3 separate regions of the Pan troglodytes genome follow, and all the other regions are linked to region 1. Evidence: chromatin contacts called from public Hi-C and HiChIP or PLAC-seq data. All regions are on one chromosome and are shown on one strand. Each heading gives the region's core, a stretch centred on a gene start, on an enhancer-like site or on the middle of the called end of the contact. The rest is flanking DNA. Distances are from core to core; before and after follow the strand shown.

Region 1 (4,433 bases), core at 57-2,556:
GGGCGGGTTCCCCCAATAAAGATGTCAGATAGGGGTACAGCTTTTTTATATTCCATCCCTACCATCATTGCCTTACTTCAACTTCTGATTATTTCTTGCTGGATAATTGTATTATTGGCATTTCTCCCTTCAGGCTCTTAAGCCTCTTATTCACCCTTCTCCTACTGCCAAAGCCTTCATTTTAAAATGCAAGTATCATTACTTCTCTGATTAATATCTTACGGCAAATTCCAGATTTGGTTAAGTACATAGTCTGTGTGTTCCCTAAAACATTCTCTGTCGCAAAGCAGCAGAGCGTTGGGATTACCAGACAGTGGTGTTCACATCAGACCACCCAGGTTCACATCTCAGTCTTCTAGTTAAAATTGTGTGACCTTGTAGCAAATTGTTTAACACAGGAAGCTGTAAAACAGTAAAAACAGTAAGTACTTTATCATGTTATGAATGCATGCAGTGCACAACACCTAAGTGCTCAATAAGTGTTGCCTGTTATTGTTACAGTATATTATTAATATATTGTAATTGTCCCCATAATAAACTGTAAATACAGTACATGTTAATTATTATTGAGGATGACATTGTAATTGATTACGTCTCAGTCTCTCCATTATACCTCCAATAACTTCGGGGGTAGAAGCTGAATTACTCTTTTTTGCTTCCCTAGAGGTTTACATATTATTTGGTACTCAATTATGTAGGAACTGAGCCACAGGCAGAACCAAGAAGCTGGCTATTGCTTCTGCCCTAGCCTGAGGTGAATTGTTAGCTGCACTGTTCCTTGGAGTCAAGAGCTTGCACTCACTCTCAAGCAAAATGGCATAACTTTGGCTTTTCAGAATATTAAACTAGTGATTCTGCCTTGCCCGCCTCTCAAATAAATGGTGTGTCACCCTAGAAACAAAGATAACACACTCCGCATACACAAACACGCACACCGCAAGGAACCAAAGGCCAAGAGTATCAATGTACCAGGGCGCACACACTTCGAGAGACAGGTTCGGTGCATCGCAGGATCCCGATCTTTCTTGCATCTTCAGCTCTAAAAGTCGGCACCTCGGGGTATGCCAGGATCCTCGAGAAAACAGATATAAACACATATTTACCCACAAAACAGAGATAAAGCACAAGCCTGCGGGATAACTGGAGGAGTTATCTTACAGTTGAGACTTTCTGCAACCTGCAGATTTTGCCGTGTCCAGGGCACAAGTTTTTCAGGGCTCCTGGGCACCCCCGCGACCGTCATCTCACTTCCCCGGCAGCTTCCTCGTCCCGACCGCAGTGTTCCCAGCGCGGCTCCTTTAAGCCGAGCTACGCGCATGCGCACTGACTGCGGACCTGGGCGAACCCGGGGTTTCGTTTCTGCTGACTCCAGTGTCCCGAGAGGCGCCGCTTCTTCCGCTTTCTCGTCAGGCTCCTGCAGCCCCAGGCATGAACCAAGGTTTCTGAACTACTGGGCGGGAGCCAACGTCTCTTCTTTCTCCTGCTCCAGCGGAGGCTTTGTCGCTGCGGGCTGGGCCCCAGGGTGCCCCCCATGGCGGGGCCGCGGGTGGAGGTCGATGGCAGCATCATGGAAGGGGTGAGTGCAGAGCGAAGCGGCCGGGGCTGCAGCCTAACTAAGGAGGGGAGCTCTCACCACCGGTGTGCTTACTTCTCTTCTCCCCGTACCCCAACCTTTGCAGGGCGGCCAGATCCTGAGAGTCTCTACGGCCTTGAGCTGTCTCCTAGGCCTCCCCTTGCGGGTGCACAAGATCCGAGCCGGCCGGAGCACGCCAGGCCTGAGGTAAATCTGGCTGGAGGGGGAGTTGGGCCGTGAAGCTGGGGGATCGGGGGGTCGGGCTGCCGGGCTGGGGCATCGGGAGTCTGAGTGGGGTAACCCAGAAGGTCTCAGACGCAGGTATGGGCGATCCAGGGCGGGGACACTCTGCCTGGGCGGTGGCCTGGGTTGTAAAGTCTTGAAAGCCTGGAGGGGTGAGTTTAGAAATGGTCTCGAGTTTTCTCTGTTTGACTAAATAGTGTCATTTGCTGAAGAGCTAGCTTTTAAAATGTTTTCCCACCTCACCGGGCATTCCAAATATCCGAATAGCACGTATGAGCTGGCAAGATAGATAGGGCAGAAATGCTTGTGAGGCCAGAGGACACCCTGTTTTATAACCAGTGCATTCTGGTTCTGCTGTCAGTTTTAGAATCATAAAACAGGAAAGAATCCTGAGATGTGTTATCCCAGCTTTCATTCATACCTCCAGAGAGCTGTTATGACCAGAATTATCTGTTGTGGAGAGGGAAACACCTTGACATTTGACCTTATTTCTTCTGTCTGGGTAGCTGGGCATGCCACTAGTTGAGCTTCAGGTACATGCACCTGCTAGAAGAGGACCCAGGTTTGAAGCCACGCTGATTGTTTTGTATGTATTCTGTATTTATTACATTTTAATAAATCAGCGGTCTCAGTCTTTTGTCTACAGTTTTGAAATTACCAAAAGGCAATTACTGATATATGTTAATGTTAATTGCCTTTGTCATAGTTGTTTGCAGCCCTCCAGTTCACCAACAGGGGAATCCAATTCATTAGGCTGTAGGTGTTGTATTAGTTTGCCAGGGCTGCCATAACAAAATGCCACACACGGAGTGGAGCTTAAACAACAGAAATTTATTTCCTCACAGTTCTGGAGGCTGGAAGTCCAAGATCAAGGTCCTGACAAGGTTGGTTTCCTCTGAGAGCCATGAGAAAAGGATCTGCTCCAGGCCTGTCTTTTTGCCTCTTCACATGGTGGTTCCTCTGTGCACCTTGCCCCTAGCGTCTCTGTATGTTCTAGTTTTTTTTTTTTTTTATAAGGACACCAGTAAGATTGTATGGTGGCCTCATTTTAACTTAATTATCTCTTTAAAGGCTCTATCTCCAAATATAGTCACATTCTGAGATACGGAGGGTTACAGTCTCAGCATGTTAATTTAGGGGGAACATAGTTCAGCCCATACAGGCACCATAGATTGTTCAGTCAAGTGCAAGCGAGACTGGTGGCACTGAAATAACTATTAGTTTTCTTCTTTAGCACACTTCTAATTTGCAGCAATATATCAGGGTATGTATTTATAGTCAGGAATAACTGGTCTGCAAGGAAGCGTTAAAATGATACATACTAGCAGGTAGTCTAGGTTCATAAAAACCCAAAAGGAAGCTGACACTGAAGATGTGGCACTTACTGTGGTTAGACCTTGCTGTTTTCTTGCCATTGCAGTTTTATAAATTTGTCATAAAATGTGGGGATGTAGGCAGTCTGAATGCACACGTTTTGATGCAGTATTATGACCTGAAGGCCTCAACATTTATCTGGACTGGAAATGATTCGAGATTTGTGTGATGGGCAACTGGAGGGGGCAGAAATTGGCTCAACAGAAATAACCTTTACACCAGAGAAGATCAAAGGTGGAATCCACACAGCAGATACCAAGACAGCAGGGTATGTATCACTTAACATTCCATTTAAGTAACCTGGGTTTAAGTCCAGGTTTTGCCACTTTCTGGGCAAGTTGCTTAATGTCTATGAGCTTGTTTCCCTACTTTTATGTTTTATTTTTTTGAGACAAGGTATCCCTCTTGCCCAGGCGGGGGTGCAGTGGTGCAATCACTGCTCACTGTAAGCTGTAACTCCTGGGCCCAACAGGTCCTCCCACCTCAGCCTCCTGCGTGGCTGGGACCATAGGCACACAGCACCATGCCCAGCTAATTTTTGTATTTTTTAAAGAGACAAGGTTTCGCCATGTTTTTCAGCTGGTCTCGAATTCCTAAGCTCAGGCAATCCACCCACGTTGGCCTCCCAAAGTTTTGGGATTATAAGTGTGAGCCACCACACCTGTCCAATAAATATTCATTGAATTAATGAAATTCATTATTACTGATAGAGGCTTCCCAGTTCAATACTTAAGCATCATTGTGTAAGTGAGTTAAATAAAGATCTGTCTTTTGATAGCTAAGAGGCTATGTCGAATTCCCTTTCAAACTACTTATGAATATGATTGCTTTCACTTAACTTTGGAGAAGGGAGATAATGGCTCATTTAGAAAACAACCAGGCCAGGTGCGGTGGCTCACACCTGTAGTCCCAGCACTTTGGGAGGACAAGGTGGGTGGATCGCTTGAGCTCACAAATTTGAGACCAGCCTGGGCAACATGGCAAAACCCCGTCATATATATATATATATATATTTATATATATAAATAAAAATTAGCTGGGCATGGTGGTACATGCCGGTAGTCCCATCTACTTGAGAAGCTGAGGCTTGAGCCTTGGAGGTGGAAGGTGCAGTGAACCGAGATTGTGCCGCTGCACTCCAGCCTGGGTGATGGAAGGAGCCCCTGTCTCAAAAAAAGAAAAGATAATGACCAAATATTTCACTTTATGAAATTCATCATGTTACATAACTATTTCTTGTGAT
Region 2 (3,976 bases), core at 656-3,155, 130 kb before region 1:
ATAATCATTCTAAAACAGTGTTGTCCAATGGAGATACAATGTAAGCCACAAATGTGAGCCAGGTATGTAATTTTAATTTTTTTCTTTTTCTTTTTTTTTTTTTCAGAGACAGGATCTCGCTCTATCACCCAGGCTGGAGTACAGTGGCGCAATCATAGCTCACTGTAACCTCAAGCTTAGGCTCAAGCAATCCTCCTGTCTTGGCCTCCTAAAGTGCTGGGACTACAGGTGTGAGCCACCATACCTAGCCTACTTTTAAATTTTCTAGAAGTCACATTTTAAAAAGACTTTTAAAAGCAGGTGAAATTAATTTTAATAATACATTGTATTTAACCCAATATACCCAAAAATATTGCCATTTAACACATAATATAAAAATTGACATATTTTACATTCTTTTTTCATAGTAAGTCTTAAAAATCCAACGTGCATTTTCATATGTAAAGCACAACAATTCAGATAAGCCCCATTTCAAATGTCTAATAACCACATGTGGCTAGTGGCTACCATACTGGACAGCATTAAAAGAATGATCAACTAAACCTACAGATCTCCATATGCAGCTGCTGGTTTTGGGAGCATCTCCTTGACCGGCTTGCCATTGATTTTTGACCGAATTCTGAACTATATATACTACAGTTTGACATTACTGGCAACTCAATAAGGCAATGTCTTCATTTTTTATGTTACATTTGTACACCACTTAGTTTTCACATACGATTTCACACCTGATCCTCATTACAAACACGTGAATACGCAAAAGATTTCACACCTGATCCTCATTACAAACACGTGAATACGCATGTTATATCAGTTTTACAAACGAGGAAAGAACGTTCAGAGAAAAAAAGAGACAACCATTGAGTGTTAGAACTGGGAAAAAAAAAGTAAGTCTCCTGACCTCTGGTCAAATCTATTTACGCCCCAATAATACCACCTCCTTAATCAAAGTTGCACTTCTCTGTGCGACTGGTCTTTATTTCCTCCAGTGATTGTAAACTCCATGAAGAAAAGGACTGTTTTTCCTGACCACTGTATTCCCAGTGCCCAGTAAGGTGTTTTACAAGGAGGCAATATTTATTGAATGAATTAATGACGTTTCTGCTTTTCTCATTTTTAGTCGGTTAAATGTAATTTACTTTTTTAAAGCAACTGATGTGAAGAGCCAAAGTACGCCACCAAATTGGTAGGTTTTTAAAAGTTGAACTTTACTGCCAACATACTTCAAAAGAGAACGAGGGGGAAAGGCTCGGAGCCAAGGCCTGAGTTCTAGTCCTGACCCTGCCATGAACTGGCTGTGAGCCCTCACGTAAATTTTTTTAACTTCTCTGGGCCAGAGTTCTTATCTGTCAAAAGGGAAGAGTAGGGCTATAATCTTCATGATTCCGTTCATAGGTAGGGTTTTTGACATTAACTTGATGTGAGCCGGCTTCCTAACTTCTCACACCCTTCCTCCAGTCCCCTCTGCAACGGCCGACTTGGTGAGAGAGGTAACCACCGGGCCCTCTGGGTTCCCTATCCGCTTCCTAGAGGGGCCGACTCGACACCTAGGTGCAAGGTGGATCCCACGGGCCAGAACCGCCATCTTTCCCCATTGGCCTGACCCCAACCGCCACCCGCGGGCACTGGATGACGCGGACCTTACCTCTCCTCACAGTCTTTGCATTTCACCTGCAACGGGACTAGTTGGTGGAACAGAACTTGGCTCATGTTGGCTCGCTGCCCCGGCTGGTGTGCAGAAAAGCCCAACAGGCCCGGCCCTCGGAATTAGCCTGAGACCTCCGGGTCCTGATAAAGTTTGAGTTTGGCGCTCGGCTTCTGCGGAGGAGGCGGGGAGGGAGAAACGAGGGGAAGGCGTAAGAGACTTGGCCCTCGCCAGCCACCATCGGATTCTTCCGGTTCTGCGGAGGATAAAGGGAAGACGGTTGTGGTAGTTCCGGGTATTAACCTGTGTGGCGCGGGCGCTGAGGCAGCCATGTTTGTTAAGGGAAGGAGACCCGAAGGAAGCTTCTAACTTTTCTTCCGGTTGCCGGATGCTGGACACCGGAAGCGAGCCCTAGAATTATGGCGACCTCCGCGACGTCGCCGCACGCGCCTGGTTTTCCAGCTGAGGGTAGATGCGGTTACTATGTGGAAAAGAAGAAACGGTTCTGCAGGATGGTGGTGGCCGCAGGGAAAAGATTTTGTGGTGAACACGCTGGAGCCGCGGAGGTGTGGTATCGCCCTACTCTCTCAAGAGTCGGAAATAAGTATCCTGGTCCTGTCGGTGCTGGAACCCGGCCCCTCCCCTCTTTGACAGCTTTCTGCTTGTGTCTCCTGGATTCTCCAGCTTTCACTTTAATAAACCCAGTTTTGCCCTCCTTGCGGAGCGATTATGAGTTCTAGTGATGAGAAATTTTTTATTTTTCTAAGTAAAGCGCCAGCAGTGACCCATTTATCTTGATCTATTTATCTCGATCTTAACTCATGGTAATGCTAGGTTTTAATTTTTACCCCAAGCTACCGCTCCGTCTTCCTGCTGGAAAGTGGTAGTTTAGAAAAAGTAGTGATTGAAGTCCCAAAGGTTTCACTAGTTGTGTTCTAATTGTTATTTCATGAAAGAGAAGCACTTCTCGTGAATGCGGTTGGAAGAAACTTTCTTTTAAAAATTTAGACTTGAGGCCCGGCGCGGTGGCTCACGCCTGTAATCCCAGCACTTTGGGAGGCCGAGGCGGGCGGATCACTTGAGGTCAGGAGCTCGAGACCAGCCTGGCCAACATGATGAAACCCTCTCTCTACTAAAAATAAGAAAATCAGCCGTGGCGCGAGCTACTAAAAATAAGAAAATCGTGGTGGTGCGAGCCTGTAACCCCAGCTACTCGGGAGGCTGAGGCAGGAGAATCGCTTGAACCCAGGAGGTGGAGGTGGCAATAATCCAAGATCACACCACTGCATTCCAGCCTGGGTGACAGCCAGACTGAATCTCAAAAAAGAAAAAAAAAATTTTTTCGACTTACAGTTTTTAGGAATGCAACTTTGCTGGAATGGGAAGGAAAGATTTTAAAATATATACGAATTGACCTTTTACAATTGAGAACAAGGCATACAATTTTGTTTGATAATTATGCATATAAATGTACTATCAAACACTTTATATTTGTATATATGTATATTACTTTAGGATATATATGAGATGGGAAAATAAAAACCAGAGGAGCAAAATGCTCATAGGAAGAGAGCATGTCCTTATAGTTCCACAGAACTATAAAGAATAAACCAAAGCGATCAGCATCAGATTTCATGCTTCTGAATGTTCAGTATTATTTGCATTATTTTATTTCTTAAGGAATTTATTCTTCTAGACAATATCCAGTGCAGATCAGTCCCCTGACCCCCTTCATCTGCCATTCTCCATCATAGTTGTAGTCTACTTCCTATTTTGTTTTGACTGGCATTTACCAAAAGTGAAGCATACTGAAACAAGGACATTCTTGTTTTGGAATATGGGAGACGTGATTTGTTGTGGGAACTCTGAATTATGCCCATAGTCTATTGACTGGTTTTGAGGGGACTGGCAAACATCCCTTGTTGAAGAATGAGAGTTATGATAGGAGAAGGATTTAGACTCCACCTTATCCAGATATAGGGAAGGTGAATACAAATAGTGATGATAGTAGAATATGAATAAATCCTTACAAGCTGATTAGTATTCCTATAGAGGAACGACATGTTGTCATTAGACACTTGAAGAGAGACCGCAAAACATCAAGTGGAAACACTTTTCATGACTACTATCTCGTTTTAAATTGTGGCTATCCTCCTGAATCTGTAATTTATGATGTAACTGGATGTTGTGTTTCCATCTTTTTTTCTAAGTGTCATATATAGCTGTGATGACACCACTCATTTTTACCTAGTGGTTCTCGACTGGGACTGATTTTGCCTCCAGTGGACACTTGGCAAAATGAAGACATTTTGGTTGTCAAACTGAGGAGTA
Region 3 (4,429 bases), core at 602-3,101, 230 kb before region 1:
ATCTCTTGAGGCCAGGTTTGAAACCAGCCTGGTCAACATAACCAGACTCTGTCTTTACAAAAGAAAAATTAAAATTAGCCAGGCATGGTGGTGTGCATTTGTAGTCCCAGATACTTGAGAGGCTGAGGCAGAAGGATCGTTTCGGAAGAGGCTGCAGGAGGCCATGATGGCACCACTGCACTCCAGCCTGGGTGACAGAGTGAGACCCTGCCTCAGAAAATAATAATAGGCCACGCATGGTGGCTCACACCTGTAATCCCAGCACTTTGGGAGGCTGGGGCGGGAACATCACCTCAGGTAAGGAGTTCAAGCCTGGCCAACACGGTGAAATTCCATCTCTACTAAAAATACAAAAAAAATTAGCCAGGCATGGTAGTGGGGACCTGTAATCCCAGCTACTCGGGAGGCTGAGGCAGGAGAATCACTTGAACCTGGGAGCTGGAAGTTGCAGTGAGCCAAGATGGCACTATTGCACTGCAGCCTGGGCAACAAGAGCAAAACTCTGTCTCAAAAAATAAATAAAAAAAGTTTCAAAATGAGAATATATGTTTCAAAACAAGTATAAGGAATATACTTATTGATTGGAAAATATAATTAGAAGTATCTATCAGGCTATAAATTGCTTTTCTTCTCCCTTCCATGGAAATTAGTTTTTTTTTCCATTTTTAGTCAGTATGAAAATACAAGGAACAGGAAATTCAATCAAATTTACTTTTTAACATTTTATTTGGAAATAATTTCAAACTTACAGAAAAGTTGCAAAAACAGTACAAAGAACTCATACATTCATTTACTCTGTTTTTCCTTTTACCCTATATATTAGTTATTTATAGCTGTGTAACAAATAACCCCAAAGCTTAGTGGCTTACACCAAGTACTTTTCATCTTACAGTTTCTGAGTCAGGATTCCAGGAGTGGCTAAGCTAGGTGGTCCTACCTCTGGGTGTCTCATGAAGTTGTAGTCAGCCAAAGGCTTGACCAAGGTTGGAGGAGCTACTTCCAAAGTGACTCACTCCGTGGCATTTGGTAGGAGGCTACAAACAGTTCCTGGACAACTGGATCTCTCCATAGGCTGCTTGAGTGTCCTGAAAACACGGAAGCAGGCTTCCCCAGGCTCCAAGCCCCAAAATGAATGAAAAAGAGACCCGCAAAGGAAGATGCAGTGCCTTTTATGACCTAGCCTCTGAAGTCAATACTGTCACTTCTGTTTTGATCTATCAAGAGTCACTAAGCCTAGTCTACACTCAAGGGGAGGGGAATTAGAGTCCACCTCTTCCAGGGAGGAATATCATTGAATCTGTGAACATATCTTAGAACTACCATACCTAGTTTCAGTACTTTTAAACATTCGCCATTTTGCTTTGTCCCTCTCTTTTCCCCACCTACATATACATACACATACATGTTACTCCCTAACCATCTGAGAGTAGGGAGCATGCGGTGTATCCCTATCCCTTGTGTTTTTCTCTTAAGGAAAAGGATATTCTATTATACAACACGGTAGTTATCAATATCTAATTTTAACATTGTGATACTTTAAAGTCCACTTCCACTTGTGTAAATTGCCCTTTCTAGCAATCTTCCCATCGAATTTATTTTTAAACAATATAGTAAAAACGTAGAGGGCCACAAAGGGTGACATCGGTCAAGTAAGGTATTTTTTTTGGCAGGGAATAAAAAAGGTCCTGGGTCTAGGGAGGTAAACAAGCGTGAGCCAGCTGAGTTCTAGCGAGGGTCCCTGAGCACCAAAAGGACAAGACTGTTTCTGAAACACTACCTTATCTCTTAAGTTACCCATTACTTATGGAAAATGATTTTTTACTGTTCCCTTCGGTTCCTGTCTTGATTAGAACACAGCTGGAGATTGTGCTAATAGCTTAGGACGTCTGTTTCCGTGAGCAGGTAACAACTTTTTGAAACAAATTCCCTCATCTGCTGAAGAAGGGGGACAAAAACGGCCCCTATCGCCCAGAACCGTTGCGAGGATTTAGCTAGCTGGTGACGCCGGAGCACGGAGTTGTACAGGTAGCCAGCAACACCCACACGAGCCCGCGGTTACCCTGGCCGCGCGGCTACTGTAGAGCGGGCTGGCGGCGAGCGGGCGGGGCGGTATCACGCGGGAGGGGCGGGGCGCGCTCGTCGGCTGATCGCACGATTGTGACGCGCCGCCGGAGGCAGGCCGGGCCCTCAAGATGGCGGCGGGCGCCCAGAGCGGCTCGGCCCGGCAGTAGTGGTGGGACGGCACTAGCTGCTGGGGCCTGCCGCCCCGGGAGTGGCTGCAGCAGCGCCAGGAATCGAGGATGGTAAAATGACCCAGGGGAAGAAGAAGAAACGGGCCGCGAACCGCAGTATCATGCTGGCCAAGAAGATCATCATTAAGGACGGAGGCACGGTGAGCTGAGTTCCGCGCCGGCGAGCGTCCCTCGGGGCCCCCATCCGGTCTCTCCTTCAGACCCCAACACTGCCGTCTCTAGGCGTCCCGGTGCCTCCCTCCCTTCCCCCACCCTGTCCGCGCTGCCGGTGCCTCGGGGTCGCGGACCCGCATGCCGCCGCTCCGGGAATCGTCCTCCGCTGCTCGGGCTTGCGGCCTCCGGGGCCCGTCCTCTTTCTTTCCCGCACCTGCCGCCCTCTGCTCTGGCCGCCTCTGCAGGCCCTGCGGCCTCGAACCCCACGTGCGCCTCCGCCGCGGGGAGGAATGTGCGGGGCTCCCCCGGCGGCCCGCCCGCCGCGCCCCTCGTCGCCGCAGCCTCGCCTCGCCTCGCCTTCGCCGCCAGGCCCCGCGGAGCCGTCGCCGCGCTTGTCAAGGGGCTGGGAACCATCCCTGCTCTCCCATATGTTGCTAACGGGGTGGCGTCTGGCGCGGGGATCCCGCTGCGGCCCCGTAGTACGTTCGCTTTCTGTTTCCACGTCCCTCTGCGTCGGTGGTCCGGCTCTGGGCTGCTTACAGTAAACCCTGACCGGAGGTGGGCTTCCCTCACTTCCCGGAGTCGGAAGCATGACGGCAGACACCTGGGGCCTACATTCGAACCTGCTAGTTTTCAAAGAAAAGTCATCACTGTGTGTCTTAAGATCAAAAGTATTACAATCAGTCATGGCCTAAGGATCGGAGGAAGACACTTTGAAGGGAAGAAAGGTTTGCTTTTTAGAAACAGTTGTCATCACAGTAAACTTTATGCAGTGTGTAGTTAACCAGCAGGGGACGTAGGATTTTTAATTGAAAAACAAAACAAAACAAAACTGTTTTATGCTAACATTTCTCCGTTGCTACACTGTGTGGTCTTTGTTGCATCCGCTGATACCGCGTTCTGAAATAGAATGGAAAGGTGATATATATGTTTCACTTACCTGAAGTGTGCAGAAATTGTACCATTAATTCCATTTCTGTTTATATCTTATTGGAGCCGCGATCAACTGCTAGCACAGTAGTAAATGTGTAAGTAGGCCACCATTGAGGATTTGCTGAATTCAGTTGAAAAACGTGACAAAATTTTATGACATTTCAGAACACGGCCCAGTCAATATGCCAAAGTTTAGAAAACTTGAGACATATGTAATGACTTTGGAATATATTCTTAGTTTAACGTTTATTATATGTTATAGCTTTGACATTTATTGAAAAAAAGAAACAGAAATTCCTCAAGTTCTTTTTATTGAACTTGATTAATTAAAACATTACTTTGATTAGATCGGTTATGAAGAGTCATAGCTCTTTTGACCAAGTAGGTAAGAACTATATGGGGAGAAAAACACTGTTGCCTTTGTCTACCTTTAGAAAGAGACAATATTTTACATTCTTCATAAAATCTACAAAATAGTGGCAATGAAAGATTGTATTTTGTAAGACCAAGTGATATTTAAGATCAGTATTTTTTACAAAATGTAAGAATGAAACTGTGATTAAGAAACACAGCTTCCTTTTCCTTGGAAAGTTCAGTTTTATTACCTTTCTTTGGGGTTTTGTTTGATTTGCTTTACGGCAGATGCTTTCTTTCCAAATCCTGTGAGTTTTGGAAAAGATCGTTTTTAAACTTTCTTGTCCTATTATTAAGGTTGTAATTAATTCTTAGCCTGCTTTGGGACACAAAATAAAATGTTTGCACCAGCAATAGGTTTCACATAGAACAAATGAAGACTTTTCTTGAGGGCTGTGAACATGGGGGCTATTATCATTTCTCATCTTTATACACTTAATATTTCATTCTCTATTCTAAGAGCACTGGGCACTCCTTTAGAATAGGGGCTTTGTTTTGTATGTTTGGATCCCACAGGGCCTAGTATGTGAATTTTAAAGTGATAAAAACACTTCTATTTTGTACTAGCACATTCCTAGATGAATTTTTATTGTAATTTTGTTTATTCTTATACGTAATCAGAGGATATATTTCAATAAATATCAGGGGAATATTTTGCATTATTTGTATTTTAATCC

The links. Hi-C and Micro-C count contacts between places; a contact is called where the count stands out from the background. HiChIP or PLAC-seq counts read pairs in DNA pulled down with a chosen protein or histone mark.
Region 2: an H3K4me3 HiChIP or PLAC-seq map of stem cell-derived excitatory neurons shows a contact between it and region 1, with 3 times the contacts expected there. The contact joins the promoter of SASS6 here to the promoter of RTCA in region 1. A contact is called at or near these places in 1 of 7 Hi-C or Micro-C datasets (stem cell-derived neural progenitor cells) and 1 of 1 datasets of contacts at active chromatin or transcription factors (stem cell-derived excitatory neurons).
Region 3: a Hi-C map of stem cell-derived neural progenitor cells shows a contact between it and region 1, with 2.8 times the contacts expected there. The contact joins the promoter of MFSD14A here to the promoter of RTCA in region 1. A contact is called at or near these places in 1 of 7 Hi-C or Micro-C datasets (stem cell-derived neural progenitor cells) and 1 of 1 datasets of contacts at active chromatin or transcription factors (stem cell-derived excitatory neurons).

The regions. Positions count from the first base shown.
Region 1 is chr1:130,909,993-130,914,425 of NHGRI_mPanTro3-v2.0_pri, reverse strand. It overlaps RTCA (RNA 3'-terminal phosphate cyclase), which reads left to right and starts at 1,306. Exons shown (of 11, transcript XM_001160984.7): 1 at 1,306-1,576; 2 at 1,680-1,780; 3 at 3,315-3,458. The coding sequence starts at 1,532. It also overlaps a transcript of DBT not described here.
Region 2 is chr1:131,043,514-131,047,489 of NHGRI_mPanTro3-v2.0_pri, reverse strand. SASS6 (SAS-6 centriolar assembly protein) reads right to left here and starts at 1,905. Exons shown (of 17, transcript XM_513588.7): 1 at 1,646-1,905. The coding sequence starts at 1,710. It overlaps TRMT13 (tRNA methyltransferase 13 homolog), which reads left to right and starts at 2,030. Exons shown (of 10, transcript XM_054668150.2): 1 at 2,030-2,211. The coding sequence starts at 2,065.
Region 3 is chr1:131,137,715-131,142,143 of NHGRI_mPanTro3-v2.0_pri, reverse strand. It overlaps MFSD14A (major facilitator superfamily domain containing 14A), which reads left to right and starts at 1,851. Exons shown (of 12, transcript XM_001160022.6): 1 at 1,851-2,392. The coding sequence starts at 2,309.